Linked DNA regions of Zea mays: all the other regions are linked to region 1. Evidence: chromatin contacts called from public Hi-C data. All regions are on one chromosome and are shown on one strand. The core of a region is the stretch at or near the end of the contact, and the rest is flanking DNA. Distances in the headings are between cores, read along the strand shown.

Region 1 (3,102 bases), core at 179-2,678:
CAGTGGGCTTGCTAATATTCCATGCAACCTCTAACGGTGTTGACAATCAGGAAACTATGTTTCGTTATGTGCAAAAATCATATACTACATCGTTCTTTGTTGGCAATCAGGAAACAATTATTGGTAAGCTCATCATGGCATGAATTACCTGCGTAGCTCTCCCCGGAGATATAAAATTCGTGGCTCCTATACTGCGGAAACCTTTTGAGCCAATTTACTAGGAAGCTGTATGCATCTTCAGCTGCAAAAGTGAAAACAAAAATGACACCACGCACGCATCTTAAAACATTTCTAAAACAATGATGCAGTGAACACATTACTCTCTAAAGAACACTGAAACTACCTACGAAAGCATCATCCAGTTTGGTGAGGTCGGATGATGTGTTGGTGTAGGAGAAGCCAACCCCAGCAGGAGACTCTAGGAAGAGCAAGTTGGCCTCTGGCAAGAGCAGTGGAAGGTGCAGCAAAGGAGGGGTCAGTTTCACTTGGTTATATTGCGCTCTTCTTTAGCCAGCCAAAAAAAGAGAGGAGAAATTGGTGCAGGCACCTTTGTTCCACGCAAAATTGTTGAACTCAAGCCCTGCCCCGTGTCTGTTGACTCTGAGAGGCCCCAACTCAGAAGCAGCTCCGTACCCAACGGACGAGCAACCAGGTCCTGCATGTTATGCAGAAATATTAGTATTATTAACTTTCCTGAAGAATGCAGAAAACATTTCGTAGGACAATTCAATGTAATTGATCAGGGTTTTCTAAGAGTGGAAGGCAAGAACCTCCATTGAGCCAGAGTAGGAGAGGCTTGTGCGCCGGCGACGTCTGGGCCTCGAAGAACCAGTAGAAGAGCGCCCTCCCGTTGCGCTCGTTCACGGTGACGTACCCGGCGAACTGCGACACCGGAGGGCTCCTCGGCTGCCCGGGGAGGAACGCCACCCGGTCGGCCTCGTGCTCGTTGTTGTAACCGTAATCCACCGTCGTCGTCGCCGCCGCGTCGTCGTAGCACCACGAGCTCTGGAAGAGAGCGAGGAGGAGAACAGCGGAGCTGAACCGCTGGCGCTTGGCCGAGGAGGACGACGTCCGGGCAACAAGACGCCCTGCCATTGTCGCCATATGCGCGAGTATGTGAGGCCGTGGTTCGATCTTGTTCCGTGCTCACTGCTCAGCAGACGGTACAAGGCGAAGAAGAGGAGAAGGCGACAGATCGAGAGAGGCACGTGCAGCGCCACTGTGCGAAGGATCAGAAAACGGGGCTGGCTTCGTTCTCGGCCTCTAGCTAGCAAACAGCCAAGAAGGTAGAAGGGGCTCACAGCCACAGCTAGGCAGCTCGAGCCGTGTAACAGTGAGGTCATGTGAAGCGGATGGCGCCTGCCATTGGCGGTGGAGGTGGCCGGGGAACGGCGTCGGAAGGATCACGGCAGGCACGGGTTGTTGGGGGGATTGGGTGGTGTTGCCGCATGTGAGCCGCCGGCCGGATAACATAAACGATTTTTATTTGCTGCCGCTGCACTCTAGCGGTCTAGCCGAGGGAATCTTCCACTGACGGCTGCCTGCAACTGCGTGACCGTAGTCAGTAAAGTATCCTTGAAATGGTCGCAGTAGCAGCTCCCAAGGATCAAGATTTGGTTTCATTTCATTTTCGTTGAGGGCATTCTTGGCTAGGCGTGGCCGGGTCGACGACGGACTTTGGCAGGCACCCCAGAACGGAACCTGCCAAAAATAAATTTGCAGCGGCGCGATATGGCCCGTGGACGTCGTGTTCCTTTGGGCCTCGTCATGGGCTAATGTTATAAAATATACAGACTAATACTAATAAACATGAGTTGAATGCAGAGGCGGATCCATAGGGGGCAAAGTGGGTCATGGCCCTCTCTCAATTTTGTACACCCTTTTATGTATAATGATTATTTAGTATTAAGTGTAGAAAAAAATCAAAGTTTTAAATAGTTTAAAGTCTTTCTAAATCTCTAAAACTAATAGCTAGTTACTAAAATTAGTCGAAAGGTTTAGAATGGATCAACTAATTGTTAGCTATAGCCCTTAAATAAGTATTAGTTGTTAGATGCCCCAACCTAGCTAAAACTAGTTAACAGTTAGCTCTAGAGGTTTAGAACATGGCATAAAACAACCATGTTATGAGCCTGCTCGCCGGATCCTCTCGGTCCAGTCCTTGCATCTACCAGTCTAACTCTAATCTTCCCGACACCACCTAAACCAGTCTGCTCGCTGCCCCGTTTCCGCCACCGACCCATTCCCGATGCGACGTCACCCGACTTCGCCCCTTCCTACCGCCTCCGTCCCTTTCTGTTTTTACCGTGACGTCAATCCGCTCGACAAGCTATATCTCGCTCGTCGCAACGATATGACTTGTCCCATGCGGTCGACGGACTAGAAAATCATGTCTCTCATGTGGTCTTTTTGGCCCCCCTGAATTTTGGTCCTACGTCCGCCACTGTTTGAATGCACTAAATCTAATAATTAGGCTTCATTTGGTACACCTCCAGCCCTCTAAAACTGACTTTGGCTCTGACTTCTTTTGAAGAACAACTCTATAGAAGCCAGTGTTTTTTTAATAAATCATTTGGCAAAATGACTCCTCTAAACGTGAGAGAAGGGGAGTGAGAGGAGGAGCCGCTAGGAGCCAATTTTTTGGCTTTGGCTCCTCTCTATAAAAATGGCTTCGACTTCTCCGTGCTCTTTGTTGGCAGCTCTTTTTTTAGACCGTTTGGGAAGGCTCATCCAAGAGCCAGAGCTGGAGCCGGTTTGGGAGCCCTCCGCCCAAACAGGCCCTTAGTTGGCTAAAAATTGCTAATAGAATTAGATAGCTAACAAATAACTAGCTAACTATTAGCTAATTTACTAAAATAGCTAATAGCTAAAGTATTAGCTAGGTTGTTTGGATGCCTGTAGCTAATTATTAACCAAGTTAGCATACATGTTAGATCGTTACCACTAGACGTATAGCATGTTTGAACAAGAATGTGTCGATGTAGTAGTAGTCTGACATCCTCGCATATCACCACTAGCAGCACGTTCATCCGTCCTCCTTAACACCTTAGCAACAGTAGTGGTATCTCTATGGTATCCACAAGTGTGTAGATAAAACACCAC
Region 2 (3,102 bases), core at 264-2,763, 460 kb after region 1:
CTTCCAATCACAACTCCGCGAAAACAAAATCTTGCCGTACACGCCATTGACACTGTTGCTAACTAAATACTTCAGCTAGAACTAAATTCTTCTGGAATTTTAATTTTTGACCAGACGAGGAACTAGTAAGCAGGATCGGGATCAGCTCACCTGAAGCTGGAGGGTGTGGAGGAGGAAGTTGCGGACGATCTCGGTCTCGCCGCGCATGAGGAAGGCGAGCGCGGAGGGCACGAAGTCCCTGATGAAGACCTGGTCGTAGTTGAGCATCTCCGTGCACTCGGGGTCCTCCGCCGCCACCGTCCCCACGGGCTCGCCGCAGTAGCTGACGACCGCCCTCCGCAGCAGCCTCCACGCCTCCCTCTCTGTCTCCGTCTCCTCCCTCAAGGGGACGGCCGGCGCCACGGCCTCATCGGTCTGCAGCGCTGCCGCGTCCTCCTCCTCCTTGGAGGGCGGGGTCTCAAGCGGGAACGAGTCGGGAAAGAGGACGCGGTCGAAGAAAGGAAGGTTGCCGGAAACGGCAGCGCGGGGGTCGGAGGGGACGGGGGCTGGTACAGGGGTGGGAGGAGTGCCCGGGCCGGCCTGCGACTGCGACGCCGCGGAGACGAGGAAGGGGAGGCGCCGGCCGTACGGGGGGTGGTGCGGGTGGGGCAATCTGGGGAAGAGCGAGGTCGCGGTGCCCGCCGCCGTCTTTGACGCCGCGGCGGCGGAGGCGGACGAGATGAGGCGGCTGCAGCACGGCCTCACTGCTACGGCGGCGAGCCCCATCGGGGTTTGACCATTCATATGGCAAGCTCCGGCGAAGGGCACGGGCGCGCGGCGGAGAAACCTTGAGGGATCTACACGCAAGAAACAGGCAAAGCTAACTTGTGCCAAATATTTGGTCCACGAGTGCTCGTTCTGCGGAAGTGCGAAGGGCCGGTTCGGTTTGGGTTAGGTGGGGACTGGGGAGCATAAGGCAGAGGAGAGCTGGGAGGGAGCCAGGCTTTTTTTTATAGGGGCTGTTTGATTTCCTTTTCTCGGAGCCTGGCCACCGTGGCTTGTATATTTGAGGAGGCAGGCTCCTTTTAGGCAGGTCCAGCATGTGCAATACTGACAGCAAGAGCCTTTCTTTGGTGGGTTATTGACTTGTTGGAGCTTCTACAAATCAGATATAATTTATGTTTGGCTGCATTTATGAGTATATAAAAGTGATATAAATAAAATTAATATTTAAATTTATATAACAAGTGTGATCAAGTTTTGTTCCTACCATGTTAAAAACATAAAAGCAAAATCAGTTTGATAATTAAATATCTTAACTAAAAGATATATAATAAAAGAACGAGTTTAAAGTCACCCGCTTTCTATGGGCCTATGGCACACCAGGCTAGAGAGCCTCGCTTGCATCTGTTTTCCCAGGTCAATGATAGTGTACATGTAACCAACCACATAAAAATGCTAATAATGTTATATACCGCCGGCGAGGTCTAAAATGTTGCAAGCAAAAGCAACCAGACAGCTCATAAAAGATCGCGCGGTAGCTGGTGGGGTCCACCTTGGATTTAAAGGTCACGTTTCTGAAGTTTTTTCCCTGCATGCAGCATGCCCATTGGCTAAATGGAGAAATGGTGGTCATTGTCCTTCTTTTGGCTGTAGGGCTGGATGAAATTACCATCGTGAAAATCGTGTTTGGGTAATGTATTTTTCTCATGCTTAGAAATTCATGGTATAATTTTAAATTAGCACCGTGTATATCTTTTATTTACTATATTAAATCATCAGTTTCAACGGTCGTCCCGTGTCAATATTTTTTAAAAAAATCCTACATTTCTTTATAATCAACCCGCAATTTTATAATCTCTTCTATACTGCTATAATAGGAGAGTTTATGTAAAAAAATAAGGTGAAATTATGTATAATTGAGTGTTCTAAACCTTGTTGTTGGCACTATATTCACCTAATCAATAGAAAACATATATTTTGTGCTTTATTAAAACAAAATTTATCGTATGTTATATATATATATATATATATAGTTTATATATTTGAAGCCCTGGCCTCTTTCTAACTAAAGAAAGCCCTGACCACAGAACAGCCGACCAGGTGCGCCTGCACGCACCGCACGGGTCCGACCTCCATATTGTGCATGTGTAACCCCCACGCGCACACACACAAAATCCACCCATCGAATTGTTATCACACCCAGCCACAAAAACCTAACCGCTCTCCATCCCACATCCGTCGTCGCCATTCCTCCGCACGCATCGCAGAACCCGCCCTCGCTGTCTCCATGCACGCCCTCGCCGCCACTCATCCTCCTATCCCCATTCACCTCATCTCCCCCTCGGACGACGCAAGGGGTGGTCGCCGATCCCTCCCTCCCAGACATCAAGAATGGTGTCGTGCCCTGGGTCCAAGAAGGGGCAGGGTGCTGGAGGAGTGATGAGCTGCTCGATGGCGATGCGCGGACGACGAGGAAGGGCCCCTGATGCAGCGAGAACGAGAAGGTCGTGTTCATCAGCATCGTGGTAAGTAGATCCTGCACATTCACTCTGTATGGTTGCTTTTTGTTTACGTTTTTTTCTTGTCTTGTTGGATAGATCGAGCTTCTTCGTGTTAGGAGTCTTCAAGTCTCTAGGTATTGAATTAAAGAACAGGTTCAACTTTGCTTTGTTGGGAGTCCTAGTGGGGAGATATGCTAGCAGGTAATGGCTCAGCTTGGATCATAACACTGACTGGAATTCATTTGTGGCCAGGTCCATGCGTGGTTATTGTGTGGAAATTTTCATGACAAGAAAGCTAATATAAAGGGGATTTACTTGCCTAGTCCAGATCTGCCAGCTTTCCTTGATATGGTTTACTGAAAGATCTGACGTGCCTTGTCAAACATGGTCCCAACTTTTCCTTGCGAAATTTACGAGTTGGCATTGTATCAATTGGAAATCCTTTTTGTATAGAGGGCATCACAATGAAACTAATCTGTGTCTTGGACTTGGCATGTTCCTTTATTTTGGTGAACTTAGAGCTAGGAATATTTTCTGTGCGAACCGGGACACTGTTTAAGGTCATTTCAATTAGTTTTTTGTAGCCCGCTTTAGATTTACTTAGTTTGTTATTGTTTCC
Region 3 (3,102 bases), core at 340-2,839, 320 kb after region 1:
ATAATTAAAATACCAAATATTTATCTTTAGACCAAAGTCTAATATATTTAAAATTTGGATTTCGCATAAACGAAGACTATAAATAAAATCTTCAACAATGATTTGCAAACAAAATTCATGCCCCATGAATGAATGAATATGAAATTAAACACTTTGTTCAAATTTTAATATACTCTCTACTAAGTTTAACAACTACTAATACATTATTTTAATTGAAGGATTTAAGGTGTTACACTCAAGAGGCTCAACGGGAAAGGCACGGGAAGAAGAGAATGAATGAGAAAGCCTTGAGAAAGGCTAAAGTTACAACCGGTATTAAAGACTTAAGGGTAGGGTGTAAACGAATCCGATACGGATGGATATTACTCCTTCTATATTTATTTTCATATTTTCTCTTTAGATTCGAAACAAATTTGGATATTATCAAGTTGTGTCGAATAAGATTTGAATGAATATCGATATTTCAAATATCCAACTTTAAGAAAACGGATATGGATAAAGAACAGATTTAATCTGAAACTGAGTACCTAGACTCGGATACAGATCGGTTCTCATCTCTCTTAGACGAATTGAAATTAAATACGAATGTATAATATCAGTACCATTTATATTCCTACTAGTAAGCTAGAACTGAAAGTTCTGGGATGGAACCAAAGTTACAAAGAGGCATTTTAGACTTTTTAGTGTCGGTTCGTACGAACAAGGCTTCAGAAGAAAAAAAAACCTTTAATATCTGTTCTTTTAAGGAACGTCTTTAATCAATGCTAATTATTTAACCGTATGTAGTAACAGGTAGGTGATGAAATGGAAATGTCGATGCACGCTACGGCGGCCAGCACATTCAGGCAAGAAGCAGACAATGTTTCTCTTTCTGGGCGGTGCACGTTCCTGATGCTCCAACGGTGAGTTTTCCGTTTTGGGCACTGGCATCATCTGCCGATACAAGACATGCATGCATGGTCGATGAACCAGGTGCTGTCAGAATGAACTTAACTAAACAAAGACGACTAAACTAATTCAGGACGGCAATGCATCGAGCTGTACTGAATGGAACGCTTTTGCACCCTCCGGGAGCATCGGATCCTCTGTGCCACACTATGCTGTGTGCTGTTCCACTGCTCAATTGGACGATGACGACGATCTAGCGCGCTCGCTGCTTTCCTCTAATCCTCTAACCATCTATAATTACTTTTTATCTTTAACTATTAAATATATTAGATGTCAAGAGCTGGTATTATTCTAACCATCTAGTATTTAAAATGCACATCACCAGGTGGGGCGGAAAGGTTGTCACCAGGCCCCTCATCAACATGACAACCACAGAAGATCTGCTCTCCCGTACCCAACACAGGCCCAGCAAATAAAATTACATCGCGGCCTGCAATTCCAAGAAAAGGGAGGGATCGGCCGCCAGCTGCTTCGTTGAATCATCCGTAGCAAATACTACTAATAACTCGAGGCCAGGACACCAGGTCAAAACCAGAACAAACTGTCAGCATTCCAAGCGGAATCTTCAACTCCACCCCCACCGTGTACCATTTATACGTGCGCTGCCCGCGGCTGCCACACCCACACCCCGACCGGCCGGCCGGCGGCATCATCATCCTCACTGCCACTCTAAAACTCTCTCTCGCGCGCGCGCGCGCTCCACAAGTACGCAACACGGTACACGTGCAATCATATTCATACCACGCAATAATCATCTAGCCATGGTAGCGCCGTCGGCGGCGGCAGGCCGGGACATGGCGCCGGAGTCTCTCCCGCTCGGCATTATCCCGACGGTGGACATGTCGGCGCCGTCGGGGCGCGGCGAGCTGGCGCGCCGGCTGGTGCGCGCCTGCGCGGAGCGCGGCTTCTTCAAGGCCGTCAACCACGGCGTGCCGCCGCGGGTGTCCGCCCGGCTGGACGCCGCCACGTCGGCGTTCTTCGCGCGCCCCGCTCCGGTGAAGCAGGCGGCCGGGCCGCCGGACCCGCTGGGGTATGGCAGCCGGAACATTGGTGCCAACGGCGACGTCGGCGAGCTGGAGTACCTCATCCTGCACGCCCAACCCGCAGCAGTGGCGCGCAAGGCCATGGTCATCGACGCGGAGGACCCTTCGCGGTTCAGGTAATATCATATCTACGATTATATTGTATATTAATTATTTTGCACATGTTCTTGTAGCCTTTGTTTAGTTTTGTTCATCTACTCTGGAAAGTTGCAAACGTCTCTATATTGTATATGATATATTATTGTTATAATCACTTAAATTATGTATCGACGCGAAAATTTATTTCTTGTGCAAGATGCATCATTAGTCGTCGTTAGTGCCATAGGTAGTATATACCAATGCGCCTGAGTCAGTTTTTTAAAATGAAGATGATGAAAGAAAGAAATCGGCGTGCCTTGTCTCTGATTCTAGCAAGTGGATAAACCTGATGCGACGCCTACTGGCCAACACTACTCGAAACGTGAATTAGGCCCGTTTGGTTTGGGATGACTAAAGTCTAGTGACTAAAATTTAGTCATTTTTAGTCCCTAAAGAAGCAAACAGGATGACTAAAGTGGGATAACTAAACTTACATTCTTTAGTCACTAAGGGGTGACTAAAAGAGACTAAAGTAGGATTTTTACCTCATTTGCTATCTTCTCTTTTTTAGTGCAACACATGTCCACTAATTAATAGGGGTAATGCAATCATTATTCACACCAATTAATGCTTTTTAGTAAGATTTAGTCACTGGAACCAAACGAGATACTTTAGTCACTAAAATTTAGTCAGGTGACTAAAGAAACCAAGCAGGGCCTTAGCCTGTGGGTGTTGAATTTTGCACTGGTAGGGAAATTTATGATTCTAGAAGTGCATGTTGGTCACCTCCAGTAGTTCCACAAAAAACTCCCTAAAGTTGATTTAGGGTGTTAGTAAACAAAAATCATGCTACAACAATTTCTTAAATGAGTTTTCTCAATATATAATAACTTCCAAGATATCTCTATTTAGTTCTCAAACCTGGTGAGTTGTTTCACACTTCTAATAGCTTGTATTGCTCATCAATCACGCCGTAAAATCATTTGTTTGCCATCGAGTTCGTAACCGCGTACAAGTGATGTACATTAAATGA

The links. A called contact is a pair of places that touch in the nucleus more often than the background predicts.
Region 2: a contact with region 1 is called in a Hi-C map of ear, with 4 times the contacts expected there. The contact joins the promoter of LOC103650144 here to the promoter of LOC100282195 in region 1. A contact is called at or near these places in 3 of 25 Hi-C or Micro-C datasets (ear, leaf and tassel).
Region 3: a contact with region 1 is called in a Hi-C map of ear, with 4 times the contacts expected there. The contact joins the promoter of LOC103651969 here to the promoter of LOC100282195 in region 1. A contact is called at or near these places in 6 of 25 Hi-C or Micro-C datasets (bundle sheath, ear, endosperm and 2 more) and 1 of 3 datasets of contacts at active chromatin or transcription factors (leaf).

What each region holds. Positions count from the first base shown.
Region 1 is chr3:61,800,804-61,803,905 of Zm-B73-REFERENCE-NAM-5.0, reverse strand. LOC100282195 reads right to left here and starts at 1,428. Exons shown (of 10, transcript NM_001155107.2): 1 at 771-1,428; 2 at 548-655; 3 at 344-439; 4 at 149-241. The coding sequence starts at 1,104.
Region 2 is chr3:61,341,024-61,344,125 of Zm-B73-REFERENCE-NAM-5.0, reverse strand. It overlaps LOC103650144 (neutral/alkaline invertase 1, mitochondrial), which reads right to left and starts at 1,513. Exons shown (of 6, transcript XM_008675791.2): 1 at 151-1,513. The coding sequence starts at 783. LOC103650143 (a long non-coding RNA gene) reads left to right here and starts at 2,036. Exons shown (of 3, transcript XR_002268359.2): 1 at 2,036-2,507; 2 at 2,580-2,617; 3 at 2,736-3,102.
Region 3 is chr3:61,484,219-61,487,320 of Zm-B73-REFERENCE-NAM-5.0, reverse strand. LOC103651969 (gibberellin 2-beta-dioxygenase 2) reads left to right here and starts at 1,589. Exons shown (of 3, transcript XM_008677633.4): 1 at 1,589-2,107. The coding sequence starts at 1,710.